Linked DNA regions of Mus musculus: region 2 is linked to region 1. Evidence: chromatin contacts called from public promoter capture Hi-C data. All regions are on one chromosome and are shown on one strand. The core of a region is the stretch at or near the end of the contact, and the rest is flanking DNA. Distances in the headings are between cores, read along the strand shown.

Region 1 (7,816 bases), core at 1,410-3,909:
GCAAAATCTTTCTAGTGTATGCAATGTAAGGTCCACTTTCAAATCTATAGAATAATACCTTTTAGAATACAGAACACAAACAGGGAAAGGCATGATTAGTTTAAAATTCCAGCACGTGGGAGGGGGAAAGACAAGGATAAAGAGGAGTTCCAAGACAATCTGGACTACTTGAGACCGTCTCTAGAGCAGTAGTTCTCAGCCCTCCTAATGCTGCGATCCTTTAATTCTTCATGTTATGCTGACCCTCAGTCATAAAATTATTTTCGTTGCTACTTCCTAACTGTAAGTTTGCCACTGTTATGAATCATAATATAAGTATCTGGTATTTCTGATGGTTTCGGGGATCCGCAGGTTGAGAACAGCTGCTTTAGAGCAACCAAACTGAACGAACAGAACAAAGCAAAAAGCAAAGTCTAATTACAAGTGAACTCTGTTCAGGTGGGTACGCTAGGGGGCAGAGGAGGTATAAAACCCACAAGGTGGCAGGAGAAACCGCCAAGAGGAAGGAAGGGCAACTGTGCTTTGTGGTCGCCAGGGGGCAGTAGTGTAGGACAACCTAAACTTAACTACCAGTCCTCGACCTCAAGGCCAATGTGGACAAATCAGAGGTCATATGTTCTGTCCCTCTGTCTAAGCTTCGGCAGACTGGAGAGTTTGCAATAGAAGATGCCCTACTCCAAAATAGTTTGTCTTTCTGAGAAATCATTGACATTAATACCTCACTCGCGCCAAACTGTTCTCTCTTCTGCCTCCTTTCTTTTGCAACACCACGGTGGGGAAATTGAGTCACTGGGAGGAGAAGGGAAAGAAAGTCGAAGTCAGCCAGCCCTGGTCTTCCAGACGAGGGAAGGGGGAGGGTTCTCCAGGAAAACAAAGCGGGGTGGGTGGGGAGGTGGTTTGCTGGGCAGAGGCTGAGCCAGACATATGGAGAAACACTGCCCAGGATCAAAGGAAATATGACATTTGAAAAGAATGTGCGCGTCTGCTTGTGCCGCTGAGCGGGGGGTATGAGGGAGCAGGGCCCCGGCCGAGTTTCCGGGTCTGTTCTCCTTGGATTCCCACCTCTGCCCACCCTTCTCTTAGGTGCAGGGTGGTAGATGTTCTCGAGGTGTTCCTCGCGCCCCCTAACCGTGAGTTCCTCCAGTTCGGAGGTGAAGCAAGACGGGAATGTAACCTGAGAAGAACCCAAGGGGAGAGAGGGGGGCGGGGAGGGGGGAATCAAACCAGGCCCTCTCCCGGCTCGGCCTCGGAACATTCTTCTCTCCCGCCCGCCAAGCTTCTCCTCCCTGCCCCTCCCGCCTCGCGGCCCTGGGCTTGCAGCCGGGGCAGCGCCGCACGTCACTGGGGTCCCCGGGGGCTGGGGGGGTCCCCAGGACTGGCTCGAGGGAGGACTGAGGGGAGGGAGGGGCGCCGCCTCCGCCGCCAAGGAGCTGAGGCCCGCCAGGCCAGCCCCCCTTCCCTCTGCCCCGCAGAGCCTGTTTCTCATTAGAGTAATGGGCGCGGTCCCCGCCCGGCTCCCGAGTGTTTGTAAACGTCTGACCAGAGGGCCGGCGCTTAACCCTTTAGGTGCTGGACTGGGGTTTGCTGTTGGGGGACGCGGGTCGGAGCCTGAGAGATTTAGAGACTGGAGATTTGCCAGGTTTATTAGGGAAGTTTGGAGCATGTGGTAAGCATGCAAGGAGAATGGTGACTGCTCCCCTGTCTTGCAGCGCCTCCAGTCCGAATCAAGAATCTCCCGTTCTATTCTTTCTCTTCCAAATGGGACCTCTTTATGCTCGCCCTTCCTAGAAACTCCTGACCGGGTCTTCCTTCCCTGCCCAGGTGACAGGTGTCCAGCCGGTGGGCCTAAGTTTTTAGCTTCTGGCCTTTTCTAAACCCGGCCAGGAATTTAGGATGGCCGGGAGCAGAACGTCTTGGGATCAGCGAGCCCAGAGATCTGCAGCTTTTGGGACGAAGGAGCCGACTATCTCCTCCAAGGCTAATTAATGGCCTATCTAGGTGGCTGGGACAAGGGTATCAGCAAAGCCTGGCCTGGATCTACGCCCAGCGGGCTATGGGCCTTCAAAGGCTTCCTGGGGTTCGAAAGTTCTGAGAGGCTTCTGGGACAGCTAGAAGTTCTTCATCTTAAGGGAATGGTGGGGGGTGGCTTGTGGAGGTGGTGGCTAAGAACTGCAAAGGCTCCTTGGAGGTCCAGGTAGAGTGGTCTCAGCGAGGGTGGAGGAATGGCCTCCTCTACAGAGCAGCTCAGAGCCTCTCTCAATCCCAGATCTCTCTTCAACTCAAGATTTGGATGGAAAGGACAGTGAGGTGCCCTTTCTTGGGAGATTTTGGCTATCCTGCTCTTCAGAATGTACCGTGGGCCTGCTACAATGGGGGACGGGTGACAAAAATATGGCCTCTTTAAGGCGAGGGGACCCGGACCTCCCCACCCCCTACGCTGGGACTAAATAGGCTGAGGTTTGGGCTTTCGGTGGGAAATGATTGTCACAACTGTGGGCCAATAGGTACCATTAGGGTTCTATAACGTTTGAAGGGACCATTTTCCAATTCAGTTTTTTCTCCCTCTTTGGAGGGGGTGGGACTGGAGAGATGACCGGGGGCGGGGGGGGGGGGAACTAGGGGCGCGTGGTTTTCCCATCTCATCCATGGAGGAGGGGCCGGTGCATCCCGGGTAACCAATCAGAGACAGGCTGGGGGGGGGCCGCTTTGAAGAAGTTTGGGAGAAAAAAGTTTGGAAAAGTTTCTATAATAACGAGGGGGCGTCCGGAGGGAGGCGGCAGCGACAGAAGAGGGGGCGTCTCAGAGAAAGGGAGGGAGGGAGCTACCCTCGCGTGAAGCTACAGCAGCGTCCAGAGCTTCCCCCTCCCACCCAGGCGGGACCTGGGGGCTCCGGCCGGATCCATGGGGGCCGCAAGCTGCGAGGATGAGGAGCTGGAATTTAAGCTGGTGTTCGGAGAGGAAAAGGAGCCCCCCCCGCTGGGCCCTGGGGGTCCTGGGGAAGGTTAGTGCGGGGCTGGGTAGGGGTCTTTTGGCCAGTGACCGAAGGGCCAGGAAATCTCCAGTTTGGGAGCCTGGGGTGTGTGAGAGGGTGAGGTGGGTCAGAGGATGAAGGGAGCTGAGGGACTACCAAGGCTGTGGAAGTGAGGCTGGGGGCCACGGCATCATTTTTTTTTCCTTTTTAGGTCCTAACTGGGGTGGGAGTGGGGGTGTTGTTGGCTATGCGCCGCCTGCCGGCTAGGCCGACTGTCTCTGGGATGGGGTGCGGAAGGGAACCTTGGCCCCCAAGAGCCGGAGGTGCCGGCTTGGGAAGGGGAGGTTTGGCCCTGGAGTTAAAGGCTTTAGGACCTAGGCCTGGTTCTGCAGACGCGACGCCTGGGGCTGGGGGCTCCCTCGGGCAGCGCAGGGACACCCCTCCCCCTCCCCCTGTCTGGCCGCAATGAGAGGCAGATGGCGGGGAACGAGTCGGGGGCGGCGGCCGCCGCTTGCACGGAATCCGCGCTGCCCGCTACCCCCTCTCCCCCCCCCCCCCGTTGGCTGGGCCCCGCACGCATCACCCTTCGACTGCACCCCCGCCCCCTTTGGGGGGGGCGAGGGAGGAGTCACCTCCCCTCGTCACCACAGACATGCCCCCATCCCTCCCACCCCCAGGCCACAGTTGCGATGGTAACTGGGGTTTCTGCCAGCACCATTTGGGGGTTTGGGAACCGTCGCTAATTGGGTTCATGTGTGAGTCGCCCCCAGCCCAGCCCAGAGCCTGGGCAAGCACACCTCCAGGCCTGGCTCTAGAATTCCCCAAACCACCCCAGCCCACCTGCCCAGGACCAGAGTGTTAGAGTATGAGGTCCTGGCATGCCTGTATCTCTTTTCTGTCTTGTGATGTTCAACTTTGCTTTTGTCCGGAGACTAGGGGAACCTCTCCTAGCTAAGCATATCAGGCTTCAGGGGCTGACCATCCGAGAAACGTAGACATTTCACCAGCTTCTCTCTCTCTCTCTCCCTCTACTTCCCTTCCATTTTGACAGAGCTGGACTCAGAGGATACCCCTCCATGCTGTCGTTTGGCCCTGGGGGAACCCCTTCCTTATGGTGCTGCCCCTATTGGGATTCCCCGACCCCCACCCCCTCGGCCAGGGATGCACTCACCACCGCCCCGTCCCGCCCCTTCACCTGGCACCTGGGAGAGCCAGCCAGCTAGGTCGGTGAGGCTGGGGGGCCCAGGAGGTAATGCAGGGGGTGCTGGGGGTGGTCGTGTTCTTGAGTGTCCCAGCATCCGGATTACCTCCATCTCTCCCACGCCTGACCCGCCGACCTCGCTAGAGGACACATCTGAAACTTGGGGGGACGGCTCTCCTAGAGATTACCCTCCACCAGAAGGCTTTGGGGGCTATCGAGAGGCTGGAGGTCAGGGCGGAGGCGCTTTCTTCAGCCCGAGCCCTGGCAGCAGCAGCCTGTCTTCGTGGAGCTTCTTCTCGGACGCCTCCGACGAGGCAGCCCTGTATGCAGCGTGCGACGAGGTGGAGTCTGAACTTAATGAAGCAGCCTCCCGTTTTGGCTTGAGCTCTCCGCTGCCCTCGCCCCGGGCTTCTCCTAGGCCATGGACCCCGGAGGATCCCTGGAGCCTATACGGTCCAAGCTCGGGAGGCCGAGCGCCAGAGGATAGCTGGCTACTCCTCAGCGCTCCTGGGCCCGTCCCAGCCTCCCCTCGGCCTGCTTCTCCCTGCGGCAAGCGGCGCTATTCCAGTTCCGGAACCCCATCTTCGGCCTCCCCAGCTTTGTCCCGCCGAGGCAGCCTTGGGGAAGAAGGTCCAGAGCCACCTCCACCACCCCCGTTGCCTCTGGTCCGGGACCCTAGTTCCCCTGGCCCTTTTGACTATGTGGGTGCTCCACCAACCGAGAGCATCCCTCAGAAAACTCGGAGGACTTCTAGCGAGCAAGCAGTGGCCCTGCCTCGGTCTGAAGAGCCTCCCTCGTGCAATGGGAAGCTACCCTCCGGTACAGAGGACTCTGTGGCTGCTCCGGGGGCTCTGCGGAAAGAGGTGGCCGGCATGGATTACCTAGCAGTGCCTTCTCCCCTTGCTTGGTCCAAGGCCCGGATTGGGGGACACAGCCCCATCTTCAGGTGAGGGCCAGATCTTGTACGCTTGAGCTCTTCAACCCATTCTAGGGGTCAAAGGCTGAGTTTAAAGACAAGTCATATAATTCCTGGTGTGCTCCATCTCTCATAAGAGCTTCTACAATAACATGGCCACAGTTAAAACCAAAAATTGGTTTTAAGTCACTTTAGTTAAAAAAAAAAAAAAAGCCAGCTGTCTTGACAGTGGGCTGAGCTGTAGATGGCTGATTCCTGTGAACCTATTAGAAAAAGCCTCTTCACCCCCACCCTTCCGTATTCTAAGAGAAACAGGCAAAATGGAGTCACTTCAGAGTTTCTTACACCTCCAGCCCTGGCCTCGCACAGGCAGGCTGATCTTAGTTAGCCACTGGCTATTTAGACAGAACAGATAGAACAAGCCGATGCTCCAGTACAAGAAACCCTCCTCTAACTGCTAATTTCTAGGTCCAGCGCTTAAGAGCATCACTTCAAATTGAAATAAAGTTACATACATTTGCAAGTCAAAGAATTTATATTGAAACTTGGCATTTCTATCCTTTTTACTCTCAAAGAATCCTGCCCATTTCAATAGTCTCAGACCTCAGGATGTCACACTGAGGTGGCTCCTTCCTTACAAGCTTCTAGAGGGAAGCTGAGTCCTCTGGGGTTCCAATAGGTCAGTTTCTCAACCTCAAAATCTGCTGTTGAGTTGGGAAATTTGTAGTGCAGGGCTGTACTGTCTAATGGTTCAGCATCCTCCTGGGTCTTTACTTACTAGCCACTAGTAGCCTTGCTCTGCATTAGTTATTGTCAAATATCAGCTGTGTGTACGCACATGTACACACACACACACACACACACACACACACACACACACACACACACACACACACAGAGGCAGTTACCAGTTGAGAGTCCAGAAAAGCAGCCCTTAGCCCTTGCAATCCTACCTACTTAACCCCAACTAGTGGGAAGGAGTTGGCCTGGTAGCAGAGTAGCCAACACTAGGTTTTTCATAGGCTCTGTCCTTAGTCTCTTCGATGCTTTTTCTGGTCTAAAGTGGCATTTCTGCGCTGTGCCTGAGCTCCCAGGTGGGAGGACCAGCATGGCCTGTGGGTTCTTCTGTTTCTTGCTAAAGCCTCCACATCCTGTGTCCAGACCTTGGGAGAAGGCAGTTTCTCAGGCTGTTGTCATCTTCCACACCCTCCTCTTCAAAGGACTCAGTTCCTTATCAATTCCCCTGTTTCTAGACTTTTAGAATTTACTTCTGTTGTGGCTCCTTATCTCTCCCGTATCTGTGCTTCCTTCTCCCTCCCAAACCCATTGCGATCCTAGTGGGTCTGAGGTTCCAGGCAACCCTGTTCTCTTCTATCCAGGACCTCTGCCCTACCTCCCCTGGACTGGCCTTTACCCAGCCAGTATGAGCAGCTGGAGCTGAGGATCGAGGTACAGCCTAGAGCACACCACCGAGCTCACTATGAGACTGAGGGCAGCCGGGGGGCTGTCAAGGCTGCTCCTGGAGGCCACCCTGTGGTCAAGGTAAGGGCAGAAGGCAGGCCCCACGTGCCTTCTCTTCTCCAGTCCCAGGTTCTTGCAAATGGCTTCCTCTGTACACAGAATCATGGCACTGCCCTTTCCCACACTCTCAGCTGTGACCCTGCAGACAGCCTAGGGGAGGGACTGGAACTGGGGGAGGAAGGGTACACAGCAAGGACCCGGATATACTTTCTACTCTTCTTTTCTGCTCTCCTTCCCCCTTCCTCCCCCCCCCCCCCTTATCCCATGGGACATCAGCCTCAAGTCTACTTTGGAAAATGGTGACTTGCCAGATGTGGGGGAGGGTTTCAGCTGAGGCCAAAGGTCACTGGGAGTTAGGTTTTCTCTATATTGAGTTGGGCTAATCTTTCTTGGAAGCTCTTCCTCCTTTGCCCAGCCCAGTTTGGGCTGTCCAAGAATAACACTGTGAACTCCAGGCCACATTTTCTCTACAACTGATGCCCCAGTTTCCCACAGGGAATCCCTTATAGGATATTCTTTATCTCTCACCATTCCTGTCCTTGGAATGAAAATCCAAGGATGGATAAAGGTTAGAAGACACTGGGGCTTTCAAATAGGTGGCCTCTGTCTCCCTTTGTCAGCTCCTAGGCTACAGTGAGAAGCCATTGACTCTGCAGATGTTCATTGGCACTGCAGATGAGAGGAGCCTGCGGCCCCATGCCTTCTACCAGGTGCACCGGATTACTGGCAAGATGGTGGCTACAGCCAGCTATGAAGCTGTAGTCAGTGGTACCAAAGTGTTGGAGATGACCTTACTCCCAGAGAACAACATGGCTGCCAAGTAAGCCCCCAGGGAACCTGAACCTCTTCCTCACCCCTAAAGTCCTGGGAATTGAACTTAGGGCTTTACACATGCTCAGCAAGGGCTCTGCCACCAAGCTACACCCCACACCTCCCGCCAGTTTCTATGCTTAATGTTTAGGAAGGTAGTTTTGAGATTGGGGAGCTTTCTGGAGAGGCCATCTCTAGATTAGAAAATAGTCCCTCTAAGCACCCCTAGCTAGACACTAGTGGCCCGAGGACTGAGGACAAGGGGACTTCCCCTCTGGAGAAATGCATCCTTGTCCCAGCTTTGGCTAAAAAGGCTTACCGCCTCTCCTTTGCCTTCAGCATTGACTGTGCTGGAATCCTGAAGCTTCGAAATTCAGACATTGAGCTACGGAAGGGT
Region 2 (7,816 bases), core at 2,380-4,879, 210 kb before region 1:
ACACACCAGAAGAGGGCATCGGGTCCCATTACAGATGGTTGTGAGCCACCATGTGGTTGCTGGGCATTGAACTCAGAAGAGCAGGCAGTGCTCTTAACCGTTGAGCCACCTCTCCACACACACTAAAGTTACAACTATACAGTGTTGTCATTTCACACACTTGTATTTTCTTATCTCTTCTCCCCACGCCCTGAGAAGAGGGAACAGGGTGTTCTTTGTATATCCCCACCGGCTTAGAGGCACATTGTAAGAGCTTGTTGAACTGAATGGATGTAGCCACCAAAAGTTCAGTGGCTGAAAGTAACTTGCCATGTGTAGAAACCAGTGTAGCCAAGCCCAGTAAGATAGGGCCTGGGAACATTAGAATTCAACACAGCAAAAGTCCGAGTCAGGCTTTCAGGAGCTGTGTGGTCCACAAGAGATAGTATGAGTTCTGCTTTGCCCCAGCTATCAGGATGGGGCTCGGGAGTCAGGTGGTGGCCCATATATTTGATCTCAGTGCTTGACAGAAGCAGGCAGATCTCTGTGAGTTCGAGGCCGGCCTGGTCTACAGAGCAAGTTCAAAGACAGCCAGGGCTACACAGAGAAACTGTCTCAAAAATTTTTAAAAAACAAAGAAAGAAAGAAAGAAAGAAAGAAAGAAAGAAAGAAAGAAAGAAAGAAAGAAAGAAAGAAAGAAGGAAGGAAGGAAGGAAGGAAGGAAGGAAGGAAGGGAAGGAAAGAAGGAAGGAAAGAAGGAAGGAAAGAAGGAGGGAAGGAAGGAAGGAAGGAAGGAAGGAAGGAAGGAAGGAAGGAAGGAAGGAAGGAGAAAAAAAGAAAAAGGAAAAAAAAAGCTAGGCTTTAGGCCAGGTTCCTCAAACCCTGTGGTGTTATGTTTAAGTGTATGTGTATGCATGCATGTGTGTGTGTGAATTCGTGTGTGTGTGTGTGTGTGTGCGTGCATGCACACCTGTGTATATTTTGTGTTCCACATTCATGCAAGATCCTGAGGAAGTCAGAAAAGAGCATCAGATTCCCAGCAGCTAGAGTTACAGATGGTGGTGAGAAGCCTCGGAGAAAGCAAATCTGGATCCTCGGCAAATCTGCTCCTGACAACTGAGCCGCCTCTCTGCCTGTGTTTTGGTTTTGTTTCCTTGAGACAGAGTCTCACTATATAGCTCTGGCTGTCCTGGAACTAACTAGGTAGACAAGGCTGGCCTTGAACTCACAGAGATCTATTTGCCTCCCTAACTGCTGGGATTAAAGAGCATGTCACCACACCCTGCTTGCTGTGTTTGTTTGTTTTATTTTTTTTTGAGACAAGGGCTCAACTAGCCCAAGCTGAAATCGCTATCCAGCCCAGGCTGGCCCTGAACTCTGGCAGTTTTCCTGCCTCAGTCTCCCTCTCAGTGCTGGGGTTATATGTATGAGTCACTATACTCAGCCTCTCAATCACTTTTGGCCATAGCCATGTATGCTGTAAATATAAGGCAACTAAATGTGACAAATACTGTACTTAACTTAGCTAGAAGCCAGACGTTCTGGAAAAATTCCACCCTCCTCTACTCTGAGCTCCAGACTGAAGGGTCAAAGGTCAGATCAGTTGCCACAGAACTAAGTCTTTTGTTTTGTTTTTGGTTTTTTTTGAGACAGGGTTTCTCTGTGTAGCCCTGGCTGTCCTGGAACTCACGCTGTAGACCAGAGCCTTGAACTCAGAAATACACTTGCCTCTGCCTCCCAAGTGCTAGGATTAAAGGCATGCACCACCAATGCCTGGCCAGAACTAAGTCTTAACATCAGAGCCTAAGTGAGGCATGGTGGTGCATGCTTTTAGTCCCGGAACTCAAGAGGCAGAGGCAAGTAAATCGCTAAATTTGGGGCCAACCTGGTCTACAGAGCAAGTTTCAGGACATCCAGGGCTACACAGAGAAACCCTGTCTCAAAAAAACAAAAACAAATAAAAAAAAACAAGCAAAAAAAAAAAAAAAAAAAGAATGAAAGAAAGGAAAGATTAAGAGAAAAAGAATATGTGCTTTCTTTGAATTCTTAGGTTTTTGAGCTAGTCCTCAGGATAGCCCAGGCTGCTGTGCAACTCTGAAGAGAAGAAGGCTGTCCTTCAACTCCTGTCCTTCCTCCCAAGTACTGAGGTTACAGGGCTGCACACACCTTTATTTTTTTGTTTTGTTCTTGGCTTTGTTTGCTTGGTTTTGAAACAGGGTCTCACTATACAGTTCTGGCTAGCCTGAAACTCACTGTGTAGACCATCATGGCCTCAGACTCACAGGATTCGTGGGACTCTGGCTTCAGAGTGCTTGGATCAAAGGCTGGTTTTTGTTGTTGTCGTTTCCCTTTCTTGCAGTACTGAGCTGAGCTCAGGGCCTTGTGTGTGTATGTGTGTACATATGTATATATGTGAATATGCATATGTGTATATATGTATATACACATATATGCCAGTCAGGCTTTCTACGACTGAGCTACATTTCCACATCTCCAGCCCAGTTTTTACTTTTTACTTTTTACTTTTTTTTTTTTTTTTTTTTTGAGACAGGATTTCATTATCTCTCCCTAACTGGTCTGTAGACCAGGCCAGTCTCAAACTCTTAAGAGATCCTCCTGTTGCTGAGATAAAAGTATTATGCCCAGCTCATGAGACCCCTGCTTCCCCAAGAGACCACCAGGGCCCCCAATTCTGATGCAAATACTTGTGAGAGTCTTTATTCAAGCTCGAGCTTGGGCTACAAACCTTCCTGATGGAACAGGAAGGAGAGTGACCCCAGCTCTAGGTGAAGGGGTTTATAAAGGAAAAAAACCTGCAAGCAGGGGTTTCTTAGCCCTGGCATTACATGAAAGGGTAAAGGAATGTTGGCCTCTCAATGCTGGGGGGCATATCGCTTCAAGGACAGCAGGCAGTAGCTTTTTCCAAGTACAGCAGCTTATAGTAGAGTTTATTCTGCTACCTCAGTCCCTTCAAGAGGTGTGCACACCACTCTTGGCCTGTTTTGTTTTTTGCTTAGAGCTAGTGTTCAAATTGTCTAGGCTGGCTTTGAACCTGCCTCCCTTCCAAGTAGCAGCTGAGATTATAGGAGTTTGTAGTTACAGCTCCCTTGGCTGTTTTCTTTCTTGTTGAATAAAAGGCCACCTCACACAGTTTCTTGCACTTAGCACAGCACAGACCCTTACTGGGCACAAAATCGGGTTGGTGAAATTTAGGAGTAAGGACAGGTCCTATGCTCAGGCAAGGTACCTTCTCTTACATCTCTGTATCATAAACAGCACCAAGGCATCTGCCCTTCACATGACCCCGGCTCCTAAAAGATACTTTGTCAGCTGTCGCCAGGGAGAGAGACTGGATTTTCTCTCCGTTTATTGGTCAGCTTTGCACCTTGGCGAAGTCCTTGTTACTACCCGAGAACGAGAGGCCATTGGCCAGAACACCTCACAATGCCTTGGTAGCGCTCAGAATTCTCGTGATTGGCTGGCGACTATTCTCCAAGAGCCTATGGCCTGGAACTGAGTTCTGCTGCCTGGCTCCAGGAGTCTTTGAGTTTCTTCTGGCGCGGCTTCTCATTGGCTGTCGGTGGTACAAAGCCTTGGAGAGTGTGCACCTGATCCCGCTGGAGGGCGACAGGACCTAGAGCAAGGTCCAGAAGCTCAACGACGACGACTACGGCGGCGGCGGCGGTGGTGGTGGTGGTGGTGGTGGTGGTGGCGGGCAGCAGAGTCGAAGAAGGCCTCTTGACCAGAAGAGGACTCAGTCTTCTTTGAAGATCTGTTCTGTGTCTCTGCCCGGGTTTTTCTTGGAGCTCCGCATCTCTGCCTGGACAGAATCCTGATGGTATGGTGCGCGTTGTGCAGACCTTTTTAGGAATGGCCAAAGGAGGGATGCTTAGCTCCTGTGTCTTTGGTTACCTCCTAATTCAGTTGTATAGTCAGTCGTTTTACTAATTGGGCTTTTTGCATCCATATCTACCACACCCCCGTCCAAATTCCTACTCTTCAATGGTGCTGGAAATCTCGTATTCTCAAGAATTCGGATTGAGATCCAAACGGGATTGGTGCAGGGAAGGTGAACCCAGGAGCAAAGATGTTCTACTATCCTAACGTGCTTCAGCGCCACACAGGCTGCTTCGCCACCATCTGGTGAGCACAGGGCTGATGGCTATGCCAGGAGCCAGGTAGTGGGATCTCCCCTTGACAAGCCGTTCCTGCCCCCACCCCTCCAGGCTGGCAGCAACCCGAGGCAGCCGTTTGGTGAAGCGTGAATACCTAAATGTGAATGTGGTAAAGACCTGGTAAGATCCAGAAAAGAGGGAGGAATCGCTGGTGTGGGGCTTCTGGTTTTTGGGTGTTGCATTGATCAGGGCTTCTTGTTCTCCCAGCGAGGAAATCCTCAATTATGTGCTGGTAAGAGTGCAACCTCCGGTGGCCGGGCTGCCCCGCCCCCGCTTCTCCCTCTATCTCTCCGCCCAGCTTCAGATTGGTGTGATAAGGGTCTACTTTCAACAGTGCCAGTACCTTGTGGGTAAGGCTAGAGACTCCAGAGGTGGGCTAGAGCTGAAGGAGCCATGACTAGGTTGTTTATTTTACCGTTTTCACCCACAGAAGACATCCAGCATATCCTGGAGCACCTACATCGTGCCCAGCTGCGGATTCGCATTGATATGGAGGAGGCTGACCTGTGAGGCCCTGGGACTGAAACCATCCATACCAAGCTGCTTGGCCTCGTGCATTGTGTGTGTGTGTGTGTGTGTGTGTGTGTGTGTGTGTGTGTGTGTGTGAGAGAGAGAGAGAGAGAGAGAGAGAGAGAGAGAGAGAGAGAGAGAGGAGAGAGAGAGAGAGAGAGAGAGAGTAGGGGTAGAGGATCGGGAAGGGGGTAGGGAGAGAGGGCACTGTATGCATGTGGAGGTCAGAGAACAGCCAATAAAGTGGGCTCTCTTCCTTATGCTAGTTCAAATTCAGGGATGAAATTAGGGACTGTGGGGTTTGGTGGCATCACCTTTACCAGCCGAGCCATCCCACTCACCCTCAGTCTCTCTCCTTTACATCCCTGTTCTCGCCCAGACCTAGCTTGCTTCTTCCCAACTGCCTGGCCATGATGGAGACGCTGGAAGATGCCCCAGAACCCTTTTTTGGGAAGATGTCTGTGGATCCTAGACTTCCCAGTCCTTTTGATATTCCTCAGGTAGGGTTCACTCCCTTAGGACCCCTCAGAAATCACGAGATAACAGCGTAGGAGGAGGAGTTAGTTGGTGTTCCTGTCACTCTGGAGCTGAGATTTAGGAATGGGACATTGCCATGGAACAAGGGGGTTGCTGGGTGCAAGCAAGCAGAGCCCCAGATCCTGCTTACGAAAGGGCCAACCTGATAGGATGGTGTCCTCGCCAGAGGTGTTCTCCCTGCCACCTCCCACCGTTCCCACCACCGAGACCCTACTCTCAGGCTTCACCTGGTTATGTTGGCTTTTCTTCCCTGTCTTCTTCCATCTCCCACAACTTAGATTACATTACTCCAGCCACCATTTCCCATCTAAGCAGCGGGTCCTGAATGCAGACAGTAACAGCATCCAGGGATCCCTCGGTACCTGGATTTAGGGGTTCTCATCCCTACTCTGTCCTCTTCTCTAGACACCTTAGTTCCCAAACCCCAGCCCATTGCACATGTCCCATAGGTGCCACAATTACTTGTGACAGTGAGCATCCCAACAGTGTAAGAGTGGCCAGTCATTCTCTGCTAGTCAGGTTCTACTTGTCCTTCCAGACTTAGCTCAGATGCCACCCTTTCCATGAAATCATCCCACTTGAAGCCAAAAGTAAATGATGCCTGGAATCTGAATGCTTTGCTAAGGCTGCTTTTTCATAGATCTATTAGAATTGTACACAAATTTGTCTCCACCACCAGCTACCCATGACAACACAAATTGACCAGGCTAATTTGGGGGGTGAGCTTAGGGCCGGGACAGGAGGGACACTAGGTGGTGGTGGCCTCTGACATACTGTTGTCAAATGGCACAAACATCTGTTAGGGCTGGAGGGGTAGTCTACTGGTAGAGTATTTGCTTACCATGTACAAGGCCCTAGATTTGATTCCCCAAACACACTCACACATACAGACATACTACACACATACACACTCACACTGGATGTGGTAATGTAAGCTAAAATAAGAATTCAAGAGTCTCAAGGAGGGCTGGAGAGATGGCTCAGTGGTTAAGAATACTGGTGGCTCTTCCAGAGGTCCTGAGTTCAATTCCCAGCAATCACATGGTGACTTACATGCAGATAGAACACTCGTGTATATATAAAATCAATAGATAAATCTTTTTTAAAAAGTCTCAGGGAGGAGAGCTGTCAAGCAGGAAAGGACTGGAACTATGGCTCAGTGGTTGTGTGTCCTGCTCTTGCATAGGACAGGACTTCACCACCAGCCTTCAGCCACCTATAACTCCAGCTCTGGGGATCCAACATCTATTGCCCTCTTCTGACCTCCAAGGGTGCATACAAACATACATAAAGTATTTTAAAACAATTTTTAGGCCAACCTGGGCTACACAATAAGACCTGTCTCAAAAACAAATAAATAGAAGAAGAAAGCTAAAATTCCAAGATAAAAAATAGAGATACTGCCAGATAGGTGTCCAGTGTGCACCTAGTGTGTGAAGAGAGGATACAGAGGACTAAAGATGAGACCTATCTTTTCTTCCCAATTTCTTCCCAAAGATTCGACACCTTTTAGAGGCTGCAACCCCGGAAAAAACTCGTAAGGAGACCCTTCCTGAAGCCACTCCAGACCCCAGGAAGCCTGGTTAGCAGAGAGAATCTTGCTGTAAAAGGGTGCAGAATCCCCAAGGGCTGAAAAATACCACTTTAAAAAAAAAAAAAAAAAGCCAGGCCCAGTTGGCCCCAGTGATCCACACCTGTAACCCCATCTCCTAGAGGAGCTGAGATGGGAAAACTCCAAGTACAACACATGCCTGGCTTAAGTACTGAGTTCAAAGCCAGCTAAGACCGGTTAAGGAGATCATTTAAACATTTACTTTAAAAAGGGGGAGGGGGGGCGCTGGAGAGATGGCTCAGTGGTTAAGAGCACTGACTGCTCTTCCAAAGGTCCTGAGTTCAAATCCCAGCAACTACATGGTGGCTCACAACCACCCATAATGAGATCTAATGCCCCCTTCTGGTGCCTCTGAAGTCAGTTACAATGTACTTAAGATATAATAATAAATAAATCTTAGCTGGGCAGTGATGGTGTACACCTTTCATCCCAGCACTTGGGAGGCAGAGGCAGGTGGATCTCTGAGTTCAAAGTCAGCCTGGTCTACAGAGTGATTTCCAAGACAGCCAGAGCTACACAGAGAAACCCTGTCTCGAAAAACAAAACAAAACAAAGTCTCAAGTGGACATCAGTAATCCCAGGACTCAGAAAGTGGAGGCAGAGCCAGGCGTGGTGATGGTATATTTAGTCCCAGCACTGGGGAGTCAGAGGCAGGCTTATCTGAGTTTGAGGCCAGCCTGGTCTACAGAATGAGTTCCAAGATAGCCAGGGTTATATAGCAAGACCCTGTCTCAAAAACAAACAAAAAAGAAAAGCATTTGGGATATTTGCTAGTAACTTGCCTGGCTCTTAGGCTCCAAAGTCCATGTTTTTGCCCCAACAACTTAGAAGCAGTAGACCCGGTATGACTTTCCTACCCTTCCAGACAGGACCTTGGCCACCGTGCAGTCCCCTGAGGTCATCACCTTACAGGAGGCAGAGCCCATCCGCATGCTGCAGATTGAAGTGAGTTCCCCCATCCAGTCTCACTGCATCCCTGTGCTTCTGCCACCTTCCCATGTCC

The links. Capture Hi-C pulls out chosen DNA fragments and counts their contacts.
Region 2: a contact with region 1 is called in a promoter capture Hi-C map of adipose tissue. The contact joins the promoter of Rec8 here to the promoter of Nfatc4 in region 1. A contact is called at or near these places in 4 of 39 promoter capture datasets (cranial neural crest, embryonic stem cells, liver and 1 more), 3 of 115 datasets of contacts at active chromatin or transcription factors (embryonic stem cells and pancreatic cancer cells) and 3 of 9 other capture datasets (adipose tissue, liver and pancreatic islet).

The regions. Positions count from the first base shown.
Region 1 is chr14:55,822,136-55,829,951 of GRCm38.p6, forward strand. It overlaps Nfatc4 (nuclear factor of activated T cells, cytoplasmic, calcineurin dependent 4), which reads left to right and starts at 2,660. Exons shown (of 10, transcript NM_023699.3): 1 at 2,660-3,001; 2 at 4,023-5,118; 3 at 6,468-6,630; 4 at 7,230-7,429; 5 at 7,759-7,816. The coding sequence starts at 2,902. It overlaps Gm41159 (a long non-coding RNA gene), which reads right to left and starts at 1,454. Exons shown (of 3, transcript XR_874646.3): 1 at 1,063-1,454; 2 at 719-789.
Region 2 is chr14:55,614,537-55,622,352 of GRCm38.p6, forward strand. Rec8 (REC8 meiotic recombination protein) reads left to right here and starts at 3,630. Exons shown (of 20, transcript NM_020002.3): 1 at 3,630-3,817; 2 at 4,010-4,122; 3 at 4,206-4,274; 4 at 4,362-4,504; 5 at 4,585-4,660; 6 at 5,044-5,164; 7 at 6,699-6,783; 8 at 7,679-7,758. The coding sequence starts at 4,067.